Regions from separate parts of the Sus scrofa genome. Here region 1 is linked to region 2. The links are chromatin contacts, called in public promoter capture Hi-C maps. All regions are on one chromosome and are shown on one strand. The core of a region is the stretch at or near the end of the contact, and the rest is flanking DNA. Distances in the headings are between cores, read along the strand shown. Region 1 holds the start of GOLGA7 (golgin subfamily A member 7). Region 2 holds the start of IDO2 (indoleamine 2,3-dioxygenase 2).

Region 1 (4,684 bases), core at 2,153-4,652, 1.3 Mb after region 2:
GGCAAAGTGGGTTAATGATCCAGCTTGTGTCTGTGGAGGCACAGGTTCAATCCCCAGCCCAGAGCAATGGTTAAGGATCTGGCATGGCCACAGCTGCAATGTAGCTTGCAGCTCCTGGTGGGATTCCATCCCTGACCTGGGGAACTCCACGTGCTGCTGGTTGGCCAAAAAAGGAGGAAAAAAAAAGAGAAATGAATAAACAAACTATAGAATACCCACACAATGGAATACTATCCAGCAACAAAAAGGAATGAATTCTTGACAACATAACAACAGATGAATCTCAAAATAATTAGTCTATGTGAAAGAAGCCAGGAAAAAGAGTATATACTGCATGATTCATTTCAAACAAAATTCAGGGAAATGCGACTAATGCATGGAGACAGAAAGCAGACGAGAACCTGGGGAAAGGGGCTGGGGAGGGACAGGAAGGGGGGATTACAGAGGAATACAGGGAACCCTTTTAGGATAATGAATGTTTGCTATCTTGATTGTGGCGATGGTTTCACAGTAGTGTACATGTCAGAACTTATCAAGTTGTTCAGTTTATTGTATGCTATTTATCTTCCATAAAGCTGTTTTTAAGTACAATAAGAGAAAATTTTTAAAATGTATAGTAGGCAATAGGGAAAGAGCTGGACCTTATGGTCCTTCTCCCCTGTCCTCCACTTTCCTTTTGTCTGTGGGAAAGCTTAAGCCAAAGAATAAGTTTAATCAGAGAAGTGAGAAAATGCAGAAGCAAAGGAAAGCAGTCAGACAAAACCAGATAATAATAGCTGAGTCACTAAGCAAAGTCAAGGACCTTTAGTTCCTTCTCAATGGCTGTAGATCATATTCTGAGCTGCTTGCCATGATCTGTGAGCTGTTTTTTACAGCTACGAAAACCTCCACCAGGTGGAAGACGTTAGCTACACGATGACCAGACAGTAGCCAGGACATAAGCTGCCACACTTTCGAGAACTGGCTCAAGAAGATGGGAACCAACCAACCTGGGACTAAAGATTAATAGTAGCTAAATCAAGACATAGCTGATCAGACCACCACATGATCAATTTCAAGAAGACTATCAGAACTGACTGTGTTGTTTCTGTATGTAGCCCCCTCCCTAAGCCTATACACCCCTTGACCTTCCCCTTTAAAGAGTCTTGCCCACTCTTTGTCAGCAGGGTGTGGGGGTGGGGGAAGGGGGAGTTGGCCTTTGGACATGAGTCCACCCTCCCCCTCCTACTTCAGTTGCTGGTCTCTGAAATAAAGCAAACTTTCCTTTCCACCACCTGGCCTCTTTATTGGCTTTACAGCAGTGAGCAGCCAGACCCCACTTTTGATAACAGTATCAGAAAGCAGTGCTAACAAGTTATACAGTGGTCCCTCTTATTCAAGGGGGATACATTCCAAGACCCCTCACTACCACCAGTGGATGCTTGAAACTGAAGATATAGCAAACACTATATACATTGTTTTTTCCTATATATACATACCTATGATAAATTTCAACTTATAAATTAGGCTAAGAGATTAATAACAATAATTAATAATGACATAGAATAATTATAAAATATATTGCAATAAAAGTTTTGTGACTGTGGTCTGTCCAGTCATCTTACTGAACTGGACTCACTTATCTCTCTTGTGATAATGTGAGATGATGATAAAAAGCTTACGTGATGAGATGAAGTGAGGTTTTGGGGGAAGGGGAGATGGGACTGCTTGGAGGGCCTGAGTAGGCTTTTGTCTAACACTTGGAAATGAATTGTCCAAGGAGACACAGGTACTGACGAAGCAAAAGATGTTATTGTAAAGGGTGCCCAGGTAGAGAGCAGCAGGGTAAGGGAACCCAAGGGAACCCATGAGTTGCTCTGCCTCGTGGCTTCCAGTCTCAGGTTCATTATTTTATTTTTAATGGCTAAATCATATTCCATTATACATATATGTACCACATCGTCTTTATTCAGGGCCCTTCCTGGTGGTGCATGGATTGCTCAACCAAGGTGATATCCAGTGCCAGTGTTTCTGGGAGGTGGGCAGGACATATATGGGGCTGGCATCTCCTCCCTCCTTTTGGCCCCTCCCAGATTCTTTTTGGGCAGCAGCTTGTGAACACTGTATTCCTTATTGGAACCTCCTGCTGTGAGACAACTCATGCATGCAGCTATTATTGTACTGGACAGGGCAGTTGGTTTCTGCATATGGTTCCATAATGAGGTGAATGATGTAGGCTTTGTAATCCATTAGCTACTATATTGACCTTCTGACAATGGATCAGAAGAGAATCATCTGATTTGGGTGATCCTGGATCTTGATGTCAATACTTAGATGTCAGTTGCAGCCATGGAAGATTGGAAGACCGGGGATCCCAATGGGATGGAGCTGACAGTAAGATTTCATCACACTACACAGAATAGGTATACAATTTGAAACATGAATTGTTTACTTCTGGAATTTTCTATTTAACATTTTGAGCCTGCAGTTGACCGGGGTAACTGAAACCCAGAGTTCTCACTGTGGTGCAACAGGTTAAGGATACACGTGGTATCTTCAGCAGCTTCGGTTGCTGCTAAGGCACGGGTTCAATCCCCAGCCAGGAGCAGCATACTACTGTGGCATAGATTGAAGCTGCGGCTCAAATTCAGTCCCGGGCCAGTAACTTCCAAAGGCCGTGAATGCAGCCAAAAAGAAAAAAACAAAAAAGAAAGCACGACAGAAGATAAGGGGGACTACAGAGAAGGGGTTTCTCTGGCAGCCTTGTCAGAGTATGCTGAGCTCAGGGAGGGCGCCAACCGCCAGTGACAAGCCTGCAAGGAGTGGAGGCTGCGGTGCTGGATGAAAATCTTTGGGGTAGGAGAGAAGACAACAGTTACCTTAGGGAAAGTTGGAAGGGGATGCTTGATAGTGAAGCCCGTGCAGGTTCTCGCTCCTCTCTACCTCCCGCCCTGCTGCCAAACTGATCAGGTCTCAAGCCTGCTTTCTACTTCTAACTGTGCGCCAGCAATTTCTTTTGTAGCGTTGGGTCCAACGTGCAAACTGAGACTTCCAACCAAGAGTGAAAATAAGCCCTTAAAAGTAGTGATCAGAAACTATATCGCCGCGATCAACAGGTAAATGACACACCAGGGAAGTGATACATCGGGGAAATCCCAAGTCTCAAACCCGTGTAGGCTTGGGTGGGGTCGCGCTCCACCGCTCTCCCTGCCGCCAAGCCCTCCAGCACCCCTCCACAGCCCCGCCCAGCCCGGCCTTTTCCTTCCGGATGGACTCCCAAGAGCCGGGGTGGGCGTGGTCAACTCTGGCCCCGCCCACTGCTCGCGTCCCGCCCCGCAGCACGCAGCCTCGGCAGAGCCACTTTACGGCAGTAGAAGAAGGTGGGCCCTAGACTTGAGGAAGGAGGCCCGGCTACGGGGCGGGGAAAGAGGCATTTTGCGGCAGGACGTAAGTGACGGCGCAGGCGGCGCGACAGCAGCTGGAGGGTGGAGGAGGCGGGTTCGTGTTTCCCGGGCCGAACCGGGCTGTGGGGGGGGCTCGGGGCCTGGGTCCGGGAGGTAGTTGAAAGCCTGCGGTGACAGCATGGATGAAGGGGAGTGGGGCGGGGAGCCCTTGGGCTGCTTTGGGAGGTGGGTGGGTCTGCGCGGCTGGCGGGTTGAAGTCCTGGCTCCAGGCCGGGGATCTGACCGTGGTTGGTGTCCCCCGAATCCGCAGCGCGGCCCGTCTAGTCCTCGCCATGAGGCCGCAGCAGGCGCCGGTGTCCGGGAAGGTCTTCATTCAGCGAGACTACAGCAGTGGCACTCGCTGCCAGTTCCAGACCAAGTTCCCCGCGGAGCTGGAGAACCGGGTACGCATCCGGGCTCCCCGCACCTGCTCTGGGGTGGGGCGGCAGGGAGTGCGGGCCGACCCCCGGCCGCCGTGCCCCTGGTGGCTCTGGGAGGGTCAGGCACTGAGGGAGCCTGGGACAGGAGCATTCGAAGAGGGCCACTAAGCGAGCCCTGATGTTTGGAGAGGAAGAATAAGGCCAAGCCTGGGGTCTGATGAGTGAATGGGATTACACGGTGCCCAGTGCCCGGAATCTGCGCCGCCGTCTTCCCCAGTCGTCCCCACCCCTCCTCGGGTTATTGACCACAGTGATGAGGAACTAATTCCTGACGCTCCAGGCCACCTATCTCTGCGTGTTGTAAACTGTATCCTCCAACCTCACCACGCAAGCGAAGTCATCATCATTCTGACTGGCGTTTGTGGCCACTGTGCTAGCTGCGCTGCTGGGCAGAAAGGATTTATTAAGTGCCGTGCCATGCAGTGCAGGCCGGCCTTCTTGGAACCTGAAAAACGCAGCGCAGTGGATGAGCCTGGACAGGGAAATATCTCAGAGTGAGGCCCTCAACTCGGCCCTCCCAGTTCCGATCACAGCGAGCCACCTGTGTTGGGTTGGCTTGCACGTCAAAATTGTCATCAGAAGATGGGGCCTTTGGGCAACCTTACCTACAGAAGGGGATGTGTTTTCCCTTTCTTCAGACTTAGGGAAGATAACGGTGATGGTCATTGTCTTACTTTAAAGGTACAGGGAAGTGAGCGTATGTGAGAGTGTGTTTTCTCTTGTGCCTACAGGTGTTCACACACCCAGAGAAAGGGTGTTTGGTCTTGAGCTTTTGTCTGATAAAACTTACTGTGTGTTTCCTGTCCAGAGGTCAATTTCTGG
Region 2 (4,674 bases), core at 749-3,248:
AGATGCCATCTTCCAAGTAGAACCTTTGGTCGTGGTTGTGGAAACTGTTACATGAATTATCAGAACACTTCTGCTCCTAGCTTTTATACTTATCTCAGAGAAAGGAAGGGAGAAGAAGACATGGGTAGACAAATTAGCTTCCAAATAAACTTGTTTACAACCTTAAGACCTAAGCTCAGGGTCCAAGTGGACAAAATGCAGAGTCTTCAGAATTGTCACAGTGCATATCTATGGTCTGGAACTTATCAATGGGCTCCATATTGAAGTGAATTCAAACCATGATGGCATCTTTGACAGACAGCCTGGCAGCCTAAACTGGTGAATAGGGGAATGGCTTGGAAATCAAGATACCACAACTGTAGTACTCACTCAGCCAGTAATTAGTGGAGCTCCAGTCCATGGAGTTATTCACATGGGTGTGCCTCAGTTTACTGATCTGTAAAATGGATCTGGTAGAATCTGGTTCATATATAAAATCTCCCATCTTAGGGCTCCGTTCTCAAAGATGTTTAATGAAAGTACAGGGTTAGGTGTTCCCATTGTGACTCAATGGGTTAAGGACCCAATGTTGTCTCTTTGAGGATGTGGGTTCAGTCCCTAGCCTCACTAAGTGGGTTAAGAATCTAGCATTGCCACAAGCTGTGGCATAGGTTGCAAAGGAGACTCAGATCCTTTGTTGCTGTGGCTGTGGCTGTGGAGTAGGCCGGCAGCTGAAGCTCCGATTGGACCCCTAGCTTGGGAACTTCCATATGCTGCAGGTGCAGCCATAAAAAGAAAAAAAAAAATGTGCAGGATTAAATCAAATATTCTGTTGGCTTTTCTTAAGTTGGTTATTACCTGTTACCTCATTTGTTAAACTTAACAGAATTATATATCCTCCTTTAACTGTCATTGAAGCTTTCAAAAATAAGTAATGGTATTACTTAAGGTAAAATCAAAATAATCCTAATCTTAGAATATGCTGTACAAAACACCTCTGAGGTTCTGATATGTATTTAGGGTCTCCCCAGTCCGCTCATGTCCAATCACTGAAATATTTGTCTAAATGTAACTAACTTTCAGTTTTAATAGTTTACCCCTTTGACACAAAGATCCAGCTGTCAAAGTTCATTATGGACTAAGTTCCTGTCAGGGGACTGGGATCATCTGCCACCAAAAACCCTGTTCATTTCCCCTTTCCCAAGGGAGAACAGATACATCTTTGGTTTTAAAATCAACCTGCTTTATTTGTATTATATTGGAGTATAGTTGACTTACAGTGGTGTATTAGTTTCAGGTGTACAGCAAAGTGGATTCATCTATACATACATATATATGCATGCTTTTTTAGATTCTGTTCACATCTGGGTTATGACAGAGTACTGAGCAGAGTTCCCTGTGCTGTATAGCAGGTCCTTGTGGGTTATCTCCTTTATATACAGTAATGTGTATAGATTAATCCTAGACTCCTAATTTACTCCGCCATCCTATGTTTCAGTTTTGGTAACCATAAGTTTCTTTTTCAAGTCTGTGAGTCTGTCTCTGCTTTTTAAATAAGAAGTGCCCATTTGCATCTTTTTTTTTTTTTTTTTAAAGGGCCACACCATAGTATATAGAAGTTCCTGGGCCAGGGGTCCAATAAGAGCTGCGTTTGCAGGACTACACCACAGCAACACTGGATCCGAGCCTCATCTGCAACCTACACCATTGCTTGGAGCAATGCCGGATCCTCAACCCACTGATCGAGGCCAGGGACAGAACCGAATTCTCATGGAGATTATGTCGGGTTCTTAACCCACTGAGCCACAGCGAGAACACCTGTATCTTTTCTTTAAAGAATCAATCTTTTTGTATTCCCATGTATGAAAAGAAAAAGGGGATTTTTTCTTTTTCTTTTTCTTTTTCTTTTTTTTTTTTTTTTTTTTTGACTTGAGGTAGTTGTCTGCCTGTTTGTTTTAACCAGCAGTCCTTGCTTACTCAGCTTTGTGTCGTGAGAAAGTCCAGGACAGTGTGGAATTTAACCTCAGACCAAGGTTCTCCCCTGTTCCCTAGAAAACTGCGAGGAAAAGGTACCATTTGAAAACTCCTTTAACCTGGCCTTTTGATACATTTGGAGCAGTTGTCTCCTTAGCAGCAGCCCCGGTGTGGATACTTCAGACAAAATTATGGAGCCACAGAGTCAGAATTTGAAGACAACACCTCCATTGACTTTAGAAAGATTTCACATTTCTGAAGAGTATGGCTTTCTTCTTCCAAATCCTCTGGTAAGAATAGAGGCTTGGAGCACGTTTCTTAAGATGCTGATTTGTGTGTTAATTTGTTTAGTGGGTGTGGTCATTAAAAAGGTGTAATATATGGAGCTCCCTGATGGCTCAGTGGGTTAAGGATCTGGCCTTGTCACTGTAGCAGCTCAGGTTGTTGCTGTATTGTGAGTTCGATTCCTAGCCGAGGAATTTCCACATGCTGTGGGTGCAGCACACACAAAAAAATACCATAGAAAGAAAGAAAGAAAACAAAGAAAAAGAGAGAGAGGTAATTTAAATACCAAGTCATTCATGTGGGACAGATAATACAAATAAGGCAAAGTGTGATTGCCTACAGAAGTGGCAGCAACAACAGCAGAGGAGAGTTTGTTTTAATGTCAGGTGACTTTTTGCTTTTTGTTTCTGTTTTTTGTCTTTTTAGGGCCTTAAAGCATATGGAGGTTCCAGGCAAGGGGTTGATTTGGAGCTGTGGCAGGCCTACACCACAGCCACAGCAACTCAGGATCCAAGATGCGTCTGCAACCTACACCACAGCTCATGGCAACGCCAGATCTTTAATCCCCTGAGTGAGGCCAGGGATCGAACCGGTGTCCTCATGGATGCTAGTCAGATTCATTTCCACTGAGCCATAATGGGAACTCCTAATGACAGGTTTTTAACAATTTTTTAAATTTATTTAATTTTTTTGGCTACCCCCACGGCATGCCAAATTTCCCAGGCCAAGAATCAAACCCAAGCCCCAGCAGTGACGGCATTCTTAACTGCTAGGCCACCAGGGAAATCCTATGTCATTTTCTTTTTTTTAACACATAAAACTGTATTTAATTCATCTTGTATTGTTGAACATTTAGGTTACTTTCATGATTTTTTCATAGCATGATGAGTACCTTTTGCATAATTAAAGATAATTCTGTAAAATTATTTAATTGCCAGTTTCTTCAAGGTACATGTTTAGGTTCCATTTTTTAAAATAGTTTTCTTAAGAGTTTTTTTTTTTTTTTTGAGGGGAGTATTTTTTAAATTTAATTTTATTGGAGTATAGTTGACTTATAATGTTGAATTAATTTTGGGTTCACAACAAAGTGTATCGTCATACATATAAATACATCCATTCTTTTTTCCCATATAGGTTATGACAAACTATTGAGTAGATTTCCCTGTGCTATACAGTGGGTTCTCATTAATCATCTACTTTATACAGTAGTGTGTATGTGTAATTCCTACCCTCCCAATTCTTTCTCTCTGCCCCCAATGTTTTGGCCTATGGTAACTGTAAGATTGGAAATCTGTAAGCTTGTTTCTGTTTTTTTTTTTTTAGTTAAGTTATTTTGTATCATTTTTATTAGATTCCACATGTAAGTGATAGTCTATGATATTTGTCTTTTGCTGTCTGACTTACTTCACTTAATGTGACAATCTCTAGGTCCATCCATGCTGTTGCAAGTGGCATTATCTCATTCCTTTTGTGGCTGAGTGATATCCCATGATATGCGCCACAGCTTCTTTATCCATTCCTCTGCTGATGAGTATTTAAATTGTGTCCATTTCTTGGCTATTGTATAGTGTGCTGCAGTGAACATAGGGGTGCAAGTATCTTTTCAAATTAGAGCCTTCTCTGGATCAATGCCCAGGAGTGGGATTGCTAGATGGCGTGGTAATTCTATTTTTTCTTGAATGGATTGTCATTCAGTCTATTAAACTTTTGAGCAAATGTTACCCAAAAAAAGGAGAGAGAGAATTTAGATAAAGATCAATTATATGAGCAAATCAGTGTACCTTTACTTCCGAGTGTTAATAGAGGAATACAGACAAAGGTCAGATCTATTCGCTGATCCCAGAAGTCCTCTGTAGGGCTCTTTTTCCTGAGACAAGTCATAGACCTGCAGGTAACCTGAGCATGACAAGTAATAACTTTGGGAGTTCTCATTGTGGCTCAGCAGTAATGCACCCAACTGGTATCCATGAAAATGTGGGTTCAATCCCCAGCCTTGCTCACTGGGTTCAGGATCTGATCCAGCACTGCCATAAGCTGTGGTACTAGGCCGGCTGCTACAATTTGACCCCTACCCTTGGAAATTCTGGATGCCGCAGGTGCAGCCCTAAAATAGACAAAACAAAACAACAACAACAACAAAAAACCCTAAAACAAAAACAAACAAAAAACTCTATCTTGGAGTTCCCATCGTGGCTGAGTGGTTAACGAATCTGACTAGGAACCATGAGGTTGCGGGTTCAATCCCTGGCCTTGCTCAGTGGGTTAAGGGTCCGGTGTTGCCTGAGCTGTGGTGTAGGTCGCAGACGCGGCTCAGATCCTGAGTTGCTGTGGCTCTGGGGTAGGCTGGTGGCTACAGCTCCCATTAGACCCCTAGCCCAGGAACCTCCATATGCCGAGGGAGCGGCCCTCGAAAAGGCAAAAACGAAACAAAACAAA

Evidence for each region. Promoter capture Hi-C pulls out the DNA fragments that hold promoters and counts their contacts.
Region 1: a promoter capture Hi-C map of liver shows a contact between it and region 2, with 5 times the contacts expected there. The contact joins the promoter of GOLGA7 here to the promoter of IDO2 in region 2. A contact is called at or near these places in 1 of 5 promoter capture datasets (liver) and 1 of 2 datasets of contacts at active chromatin or transcription factors (alveolar macrophages).

The regions. Positions count from the first base shown.
Region 1 is chr17:10,620,977-10,625,660 of Sscrofa11.1, forward strand. It overlaps GOLGA7 (golgin subfamily A member 7), which reads left to right and starts at 3,403. Exons shown (of 6, transcript XM_005672664.3): 1 at 3,403-3,426; 2 at 3,694-3,826. The coding sequence starts at 3,716.
Region 2 is chr17:9,275,041-9,279,714 of Sscrofa11.1, forward strand. It overlaps IDO2 (indoleamine 2,3-dioxygenase 2), which reads left to right and starts at 1,999. Exons shown (of 12, transcript XM_021077736.1): 1 at 1,999-2,243.